Linked DNA regions of Zea mays: region 1 is linked to region 2. A link is a contact called in public Hi-C data. All regions are on one chromosome and are shown on one strand. The core of a region is the stretch at or near the end of the contact, and the rest is flanking DNA. Distances in the headings are between cores, read along the strand shown. Region 1 has its middle 45 kb from the start of LOC103645223. Region 2 holds the start of LOC100273265 (Calcium-dependent lipid-binding (CaLB domain) family protein).

The links. A called contact is a pair of places that touch in the nucleus more often than the background predicts.
Region 1: a contact with region 2 is called in a Hi-C map of ear, with 2.8 times the contacts expected there. The contact joins the enhancer-like site here to the promoter of LOC100273265 in region 2. A contact is called at or near these places in 2 of 25 Hi-C or Micro-C datasets (ear and tassel).

The regions. Positions count from the first base shown.
Region 1 is chr1:207,694,034-207,698,931 of Zm-B73-REFERENCE-NAM-5.0, reverse strand. No RefSeq gene overlaps it. Among protein-coding and RNA genes, the nearest start is that of LOC103645223, 45 kb to the left of the region's middle. Within about 2 kb of position 3,346, at least 17 of the 20 cell types and tissues checked have an H3K27ac peak or open chromatin away from gene starts, as enhancers often do. A contact at or near this core is called in ear and tassel, where this site is marked.
Region 2 is chr1:207,278,582-207,283,410 of Zm-B73-REFERENCE-NAM-5.0, reverse strand. It overlaps LOC100273265 (Calcium-dependent lipid-binding (CaLB domain) family protein), which reads right to left and starts at 2,900. Exons shown (of 1, transcript NM_001147706.1): 1 at 1,791-2,900. The coding sequence starts at 2,814. The coding sequence ends at 1,966. LOC100280242 reads right to left here. Exons shown (of 33, transcript NM_001153171.1): 32 at 4,780-4,829; 33 at 4,420-4,657. The coding sequence ends at 4,577.

The DNA of each region.
Region 1 (4,898 bases), core at 2,097-4,596, 420 kb before region 2:
GCGGAGCTCTCGGCTCGTCGAACCGCGGCGCCTTCTAGGAGATTCTTGAGTTCGCCCTGGATACGCCGTCCCTCGGTGGTGGATGGCTCCGGCATGGCTCGAAGCAGCACCGCCGCTGCAGCTAGGTCCTGGCCAGACCCGCTGACGGCCGGGGGCAGCGCTGTCCCGACATTGTCGACGATGCGGCGCCGGATGTCTTGGGCCCGATGACAGGCTTCTCCGGCGAGTGATCGGCCTGCCCACTCCTGTTCGATGTTCTGTCGGAGCTGTACAAGCCGGCCTGCTTCCCCGTCGACCCGGGCCTGCATCTCATGGATTTGCTCGAGCTGTATGTCCTGACCCCCCGCAGGGACTGGGACCACAGCTAGCTCCCGCGGGATGTCAACGCGAGATGCGGGCCTAGGGGGATCGTCAACCTCTGGCATACCGAGGTGGTTGCCTTCGTTGTGATCTCCGAGATCGACGTGGAAACATTCACGACTTGGGCCGTAACCCTCGTCGTCATGGTCATGGCCATCGTTAGAACAACCGGAGAGGCAGTGGTCACATGCGGACATGAAGCCCCACATGCCACCGGGGTCATTGAGGGCAGAGAAATCCCAACCGGAGTCGGGGTCGTCGTCTTCCTCAGAACCCACCGGTCCGAAGGTTGAGACGGCTGTCAGTCGGTCCTAGGTCGACCACATGTGGTACCCCGGAAGGTTTGGATACGCCTTTACGAAGGCGCTCACCATAGCGGGGTCGCTAGGTGGATCGAAGCTGAACCAAAAAGGTATGGGATGGAAAATGGACGGTACCTCTTGGTCGTTGGACGGTGGTGAAGTCGCGTCGGGGGCGGAGCACACCGTCATCTCAGGTACGAGGGTAACGCCCAGAAGGTCCTTTGCGAGGGTGCTGGCGTCATCAGTCCGCTTGGGGCTGACACGTCGCGGGGAAGTGACACCCGCCGTCGTATCAGGTGCGAGGACAACGTCCAACATGTCCCCTGGGGGAGTGCCGGCATCGTTGACTCGCTCTGGTGCGACAGCCGACAAGGTGCCGCCTCCTGCGTGGCCATGGTTGCCTCGTCTCCGCCTCCTCCGTCGAGGAGGGTGGCGGGGACGACCGGAGCGCTCCTCTTCTGCCGCGGGGAGATGTTATCGTAGAGCTCGCCGCCGCCGGGCGAGTCGAAGACCGTCGTTGTCGTCACGCCGCGGGGGGAGGAGTACCATGTCGTAGCTGCCGTCGAGGGACATGAACTCGAGACTCCCGAAGCGGAGCACCATCCCGGGCTGGAGAGGTTGCTGAAGACTCCCCATCTGGATCTCAATGGGAAGGTGTTCGTTAACACACAGCAGGCCGCTACCTGGCGCGCCAACTGTCGGCGTCTCGGACCCGGGGGGGGGGGGGTCCCTTGGACCGACCAGTGAAATCGCTGCGTGTCCCTGCCCAGATGGGTTGGCGCGGGATGAAAGACAAGAGGTGGGACAAGCCTTGTATTATCCTGCACCAGGGGTGCCGCTCGCAGTAGGGGTTACAAGCGCGTCGCGTGAGAGAGAGAGGGACACAGAGCTCGTCCGTCGCTTCCCTCGCGCGAACCCCCCTCAGGGTGGCCCTGGATCTCCCTTTTATAGAGGCAAGGAGAGAGTCCAGACGTACAACGGGGGGCGTAGCTATGCGCTAACGCGTCCGGCAGTGGAGTGCCTAAGCCCTGTCTACATGCCAACGTGGCTGTCGGGGGAGAGCTTGGGCCCTGTACATGTGATGGCGTGGCCGCCAGAGGAGCGCCTGAGTCCTGTAGGAGCACAGCTGGCGGCGCGGCGAGGATCCTGCTGACGTCTCCTTGCTGTCGTAAGGGGCTGAGAGCCACCGGCGTCATGGCGCACGCGGGGCACCATCATTACCCGTCGCCGGGGTAAGCCGGATGGGACGTCGATCTTGTTCTTCCTAGCCTGAGCAGGCTAGGAATAGGGAAATGTTGTATCCCCTGTTAGCGCGGTCGGTCCGAGCCTAGGGTCGGTCGAGGCGGAGACTTCTCTTGAGGCCGAGGCCGGGGTCGGGCGAGGACGCGATTCCTCCTGAGACCGGGGTCGAGGCCGAGTCCGGGGGTCGGGCGAGGCGGAGACCTCCTCCCGAGGCCGGAGCCTGAGGTCGGGCGAGGCGGAGACCTCCTCCCGAAGCCGAAGCATGAGGTCGGGCGAGGCGGAGCTTCCTGTTGCGCCCGAGGCTAAACTCGGTGGTTGATCGTGACTTGTTGTCAGTCGTTGCCGGGGTGGCTGACACGGCAGTCGGAGCGGAGCGAGCGGCGCTGTTTTCCTGTCATATCAGACAGTAAAGAAGAGGGGCGAAGTGACTGCGGTCACTTCGGCCTGGCCGACTGAGGCGCGTGTGTCAGGATACGGCGTCAGGCATCCCCTGCATTTAATGTGGATGCGAAGCGGTCGGTTGGTGAGGTGGTCTGGCCAAGGTTGCTTCACAACGAAGCCTGCCCGAGCCGGGCCTTGGGTGTGCCGAGGGGGCGCCCGCTGCCTGAGGAGGCCCTCGGGCGAGGCGTGAACTCGTCTGGGACTACTGTTCCAACCCGAGGCTGGGCTCGGGTGAGATCGCGTCCCTCGGGTAGACGAAGTCTTGGCTTGAACCGCACCCGTCAGTGGGTCTGAGGGTGTTTACCAGCCATGATTAGGAGCGTTGGGGTACCCCTAATTATGGTACCCGACAAGCGTTGTCTTACATACAATTTCATAACGTTGTTAGTCTTAGGTGTTTTCCTTCCTGTCCAATTAGGAAGTAACAACCCATGTTACTTGATGACATATAATGACAGTGGAACAGTAGAACCCTAATGCTTTATAGGAGTAGAGACTAATAATACTGTATATCGGATCCTATATATGCATGTGGCTTCACATCAGATGATTTCCTTGCCAAAAGATCAGAGCTAATAAATAAATACTTCCCGTTCTTTTTTATTTATCGCATCTTAGTCTAACGTTAAATTAGTAGACGACAAATATTTGAAAATGGATAGGAGGTAGTATAATAATAGCACCTAGCAGATCCCTGAGGTGACCTGAAACTTTCAGTTGATCCTTGATCAACTTACCTGATGGCTCGGATCGCTTCATCGATTGGTTGATTGGCGATGCGATCCATAGGCGTGTGCGTCTGTCTCTCCTCCCCATTAACACGGGCACGGCAACACCTACTACTCTCTTCTCTTGGCATATTATGAAATAAAACAACTAGAAAAAAGAACTTGTTTTGCTGGAGTTGCTGCTGGCTCGCGGACCCAGTAAATAATGAGGCCTGGGCTCCTGTCAGGCCCATCGCAAGTTCCAGCCCATCTGACGGCTGCCTCTTCCCTCTTTAGCTCTAGAACTTCGTTTGCGTACGGATAGGCCTACTAGCAGCATGCTTTGCAATTATACTATTCAGGTGTTTGGCACCACTCGACTTCAATAAAAAAAAAAACTCTACTTCATGAACTTTAAAGTTGCATATTTCTTAGAAGTGTTTGGCTTGCATACCAACTTCAGCTTTACTAAAATAAAATTTTGTTTAGAAGTATCCCTTGTACCTTTAAATGATATATGTAACTGTTTTGCTTACATGTTTTTATAAAACCTTAATTAAAAAAAGTAACAGTACACTATATAATAATAATAATAATAATAATAATAATAATGTTTATACGACATACTAATACTATAATCCACAATTCTTATGAACATTATAAAATAGTATCATTACAAATATGGGACACAATAAACTACTACTTGTTGCTGCTCTACGAGAATAACGTTTGTGAAGCACCCTTTTTGCCGCTTTATGAATAAACTACTACTTGTCTCGGTCTTTGGCTTGATGTTTTCGAAACCGAACAGGTTTTTTAAAAGTAAAGTAGTCCCAAACACTCCCTTATTTTTATTTTGCAAATGTAGTTGGCCCGCTTGGTAATTAGGCCAGTGCAATACGGGTTGGTACCAACTCTGACGTGGTGACTCAGGCGGTCGGTACCGACCGAGACAATCGCAACACGGGTTGGCTCGGTTGACCGATCGATTGGGCTGCCGACAGACAGGTCTGAACGATACTGGTCACATTGGAACTCACGTGGTCAGATCCAACCGACGCGTTGGGCCACAATTTTGTGGGATAGAAATCACTGGTCCGCACAGCGTGGATTAAAGTTCATGGACCGTTAAAGGCCTGAATGGGCCATAAAATTAAACGCACGGGTTGGCCGACTAACTCAGACCTGAGAACTATAGAAGCCTTGCTTGAGTACCAAGGCACTGCAGCGATCGTTGCAGACGAGGCCGAAGCAGTATTCTATGTCGTACGTAAGTCGGAACAAGATCACCATGCATGCAGCGTCATCCGCGAACCAGAACAAAATTCCGTATGTGTAGATAGCGATAAGTGTAAACATGTAAAGCATGATCTCGTCACCTATATAAGGTGGGATAGGCACGCCTACTAAATGATTCCTCACCCCCATAGTCTAAACCAGTATTCTATCTTGTAACCTCAAACTCACATCAATATCATATTCACAGAGCACATGACGTAGGGTATTACACGGTGACTCGAACCTGTATAAACCCTCATGTTCCATCATGCTGCGCATGAACCATCAAGTTGTAGTCGATCTCGCCAAACCACAAAAAGCACTACATGGTATACCCCATAGTGTGTTACCGGTACTAAACATCGACAGCTGGCGCACGAGGTAGGGGAGGCGACATCAACATCAGTTAGCTCCATGGCCATCATATTCACCGACGCCGTCAACTTCATAGTTGGTGAGATGTTTCATTTTGGATCGATCTCTTCTATTGCTGATCAAAGTGGAACTCTGCACCGCATCGCTGATGCGGAGAAAAAGTCCAAGGGACAGATGGTTGTTGCCTCGATCC
Region 2 (4,829 bases), core at 1,651-4,150:
GACAAAAGAAGAGTTCCAACATATAAGTATTGATGGAGAGGTACCAAGACATTATAAACAAATAAGCTAAAGATGAAGCAGCACAATTGGCTAGAGAAAGGGAGGCAAGAGGAGGTGATGACTTCTCACTTAAGAATTGCATAGCAGTTCTAAACACATTGGTGGTCACAAAGGAGGAGAAGGTCAAAGCCTATAAGGTGTTCAAGGACCCTGACAATCAGTAGATTTTTTTTAAGTGCATGCAATGATGATAGAGAGGTTGCATTAATGTGGTTGAGGGATAAGATGGCTTAGTAGGTGTACCTAAGGTTAACTACCTCACTCTAATGCATGCTCAATTTGGTGTATTGTATATTCTAGCATTTGCTTTTCTCATTGTTCTGCCTAAGAAATTCTCAATCGCATGTGTTGCAGGTGGATCATCCAAGCTCCAAAAATTGAAGCATGTGTTGCTGCTCAATGTTGGACTAATGGTTACGCTCAGTTGGGGTTGTGATGGTTGAATCCATTTGTGGAGAGAAAGTGCCACTTGGTGTTTTTTGTAGTCAAAATGGTTGGTGCGAACTAAATGTTGAATGTTTGGATGTTGGCTTAGTTATGATTCGAATGTTGAATGTTGGGATACTTAATTTGTTGCAACTTTGGGAACTGTTGTCATCCGTTTGGTTTGTATTTCTAAAAAGGAGGGCAAATTTTAGGATACCTATCCTTTTTTAGTACAAGAAAACTAAGGTTGAGGCATTGCTTTGAAATTTACTCATTTTTTATACCTAGCCTGAGATTATTGTGCTTTTTTATGATACATGTTCTTTTCGGTACAAGAAAACCATGAGATTATTGTGATTGTTGTAATAAAGATGCCTTCATTGTAACAAAAATTGTATATCTCCCTAGATTAACCAAACAACCTTTTGGAGCCCAGGATTACAGCTGAAGGGGATTATACCCTCATGGCTAGTTCGTTTGGAAGCGAATTGGAGGGGATTGATGGGGATTAGATCAGCTTTTATCCGTTTGCAACAGAACATGCCCTCAATGGGTCAAGTGATAGGAGAGGGTTAACTCAATCAATCTCTAGATTAAATCCCTCCCTTGATTTTACCCCTAGCTATGAACCGAATATAGCCTTAGTGGCAGGAGCGGAGGACGCATGCATCCTGGTCCACTTACATCCTAACCTGGCCCAACTCGAACATAGCAGGCCCAATCAAGGTGCTTCCACAGACAAATTCGAACACTCTTCTTATATCAAAAAGAAGAAAAAGGAAGAGAGAATAAGAAATAGATCCATAAAGTGTTTCTAGAATTCGTGGTAGTGTGCGTGTAGCGTCGCAGTCGTACCTACAGGCTGCAGCAGCTGACAATGAGTATTGAAAATGTGGCCACCTTCGTTCGTGCATCCAAAAACACCCCAATCACCCAGTAGCAGCTGAACCACTGTTTCATTTGCATTATTGCTGTGCTTTGCTTTGTTTCGCTTTTGTGAAAGCTAGCTCTCAGTTGAGGCGTCGAGTGTTTCGTTAAGCTTCAAAGCATTGAACGCTCGATTGTTTGACCGTCTTCCACGCTTCGGATTAAAGGCATCTCTTCGAAGGTATAGAAGTTGTAGAACTCAATCAAATAGGCTATCGTTGACTGCCATGGATCTTCTTAGCAAGGGTACGGCCTTGCCGCTTCACTGACATCTTTTTCTTTTCTTTTCTGTTCATACTGCAAAAAATATATATAGGCGCCCACGTACGACATGGAAAGCAAGATACGGTTCGAATTGGACAATCAAACCAAGTACTCGATCAAATGGTTGGCGATTAACATATATTGCCATGGTTCAAGTTTTGATTTTTTTTCTCGACTGGGGTGATCTCACTTATTATTTGAATACATTTGAGCTACTCGACTTCGACTTGTTGCCTGGATTTCGGTTCCGTATGCATGATCATGATCTCCTCTCCGACCTGCTTCATTCTAGTAATCGTCATCGTAATCTCCGTCGCCGAACGTCTCCTCCTCCACCCTCTCGGCGACGCGATCCTCGAACTTGTCCTCCACGTAGCTCGCCCCTTCCGCCAGCGCGAGGCCGCCCAGCAGCCCCGCCGCGGCGCCCACGGCCAGCCCCGTCCCCATCCCCATCTTGCTGCTCTTCTGCTGCTGGGCAGGTAGTGGAGCAGCCTCAGCGCCGTACGCCGTCGGAGCAGCAGCTCCGTAGCCATAACCACCGCCGTAGGGAGGAGGAGCGTCGGCCGGGTACCCCACCGGCGGCGCGGCGTACGGCGGCTGTCCGCCGTACGCCGGCGGCGCCGCGTAGTACGGGTCGCGGGCGGCGCCGGGGTTCCCGTACGCGGGCGCCGGGTACGGGTTCGGGTCGTAGTAGCGCGGCGGCGGCGCGGCCTCGCGGACGGCGACGCGGGCCTCGAGCCGGCCCTGCGGGCGGCCCGAGGGCCGCTTCAGCCTGAGCGTGCGCGAGACCCTGGCGCCGCCGACGCCGCCGGCGTCATCGAGGACGTCGCGGAGCGGGAGGCGCGCGGAGCCCACGAGCGGCTTGACGGCGTCGGCGTCGTCGCCGGCGGCGTGGACGACGTCGATGTGGAGGACGGCGTCGCCCAGGCGCGCGGCGGAGGCGGGCGGGACGGGGACCACCACCTTCTCGTCCCACACGGGGTCCTCGCCGTTGTCGGGGTCGACGCGGGTGGAGCACTTGGGCCCGTCGTCCACCCACAGCACGGCGTAGGGCCGGAGGTCGCCGTTGCGCCAGTTGACGTTCTTCAGGTTGCTCGCCGACCCCACCGTCACCTCCACCTCGTAGCGGGAGCCCATGGCGGCTCCTTTTGGGTTGCCTTTGCCTGTGGTGGCGGGGATGGATTGGATGAGATGGGAGGACACTCAAGAGAGAAGGATCGCTGATGGTGAGCGAGTGGGAGGATGCCAACGGGAGGGAAGGTATAAATAGTGTGGCGGGAGATGTGGGGTGGGGCTCACCTGTCAGCTGGGGAGGTGGCGGCTGGCCTTGTTGGGACGGACGGACGGACGGTTGCGACGCTGACGATGCTTGACTAGAAAAGGATGGCTGGCTCGCTGCTCATCGGTTTCTTCTCTGGACGTTGCATTTGAACGGACAACTGCATGGGAGTCTATTTCTTCTTTCTTTCCTCCCTAAATACTGCCATAAATAAATATAAATATATATTTTCTTAGCGGCTAAGTTCATTGACTATCCCAAAAAAATGGCTGTACTTTACTCCATACACGCCTTAGATGATATTCTGCTTGGTTAGAGGAGCTTCCCAGCAAATAACTCCTGAAAATCAGTTTTAATGGACATCTAAAAAATTAGTGTGGGTAGATTTTAAACATTTCTCTAATAGATCTTTTAAAACGACAGATTGTTTCTGTGGAATCCAAAAAAACACATTTATAGCTACAAATGAGAGCTTTAAGTGCTATGAAAAAGTTAGGAGCACTTTACAGAAACTGTTGGAGACAATTTTTTGTGTTTTTTCAAAAAAAACTTGATTTGAAAGAATTATGGGGAACTCTTGGAGATGTTCTTACTAAACAGGGCCTCTACCTGACTACCTCAGTCACACTCCTCCAATCAAGGATGTTTGCCGGTATGTGTGGATAGGACAATCTATTCTCCTAAAGACTCCTCCAATCACCGGCTTAGTACAGCATCACGCGAAAACCAGAGTCAAGGGACATAGGGATTATGATCTAGCCTGCTATTGGACAGGAGTAGCACTCATGCTTTATGCTCTCCGGATCCAGTGCTGATGCTTCCACTGGCCAGTGGCCACTACCGAAGATCAGAGAGATGCCGTGAGGCATGGCGGTGGCGGCCACCACACGCCCACACGGTTTCGACGCGCAAGCTTTCTCCTTTTTCCGCTGGTGGGCAGGACCGCTGGAGTACCATGCACACACCATCATCATCACGACTCACGAAACCTTTCGTTTCCGCCGCCCCCATCTCATCCAATTCCTACCCCACCACCAGAGGTCCAATCGGTTTCGGCATGTAGCTCCGATCCCCAACCAATGCTGTCAATTCACTTCACATGCCTGACTCTGTGCATCTACAGTTCAACAAAATCTACCAATAATAAATATTTTGTTAGAAAACTTAAGAAACCAAAAGAAATACGGTGCCAACAAACCAGCCAAAAAGAACACTTGCTCCTACTTGCTGGAGTGTGCTAGAAGAACCTGGCATGACTGGAAAGCTCCAAACTTTTCCAGCTTTGTCGAAGCCAAGGGTTCCACAGGACCGACTGATAACCAAACCGCGAGTTCGAGAGAGAAACAGAGACAGAGAGCAGCCGTCGTGCTTCAGATGTTTTCTGCCCCACAGCGGTCCGCTGAGCGGAGAACGTAAAAAAAAAAAAACAGCAGTTCCATTCCAACAGACGAGCGCGCATGCATGCTCCAAAGCCCCCCACAAAGCGGGCATCATCACACTTATATTTTATCAGTTCATGCAAATTCGGCCCGCCTGTTTATTATCTCTACTTGTCATTTTACCAACAAAAGAGAGATTCAGTTAAGCACTCCCACTCGCAATTCCTCGGAACTGCCCAAGCTAATCCGCCAAGCTTTTTGAAGCAATCTCGAACACGTTTTCGGAGAGCCCATTGGCCGACACGATCATCTCCAGCTGGGCCTGTGCCATAAATGAAGCAAGGTGTTAGTGTTACTACTATTGCACTATCTTCTTCTTTCTTTTCTGAAAAAAAAAATGCTCGATCAATTGGACTCTACAAAGACTGCAGACGAACACGTCACCTTAGCAAGAGCTTGTCTGGTCTTGTCGTACCGCCTCCACCGAGAAAATG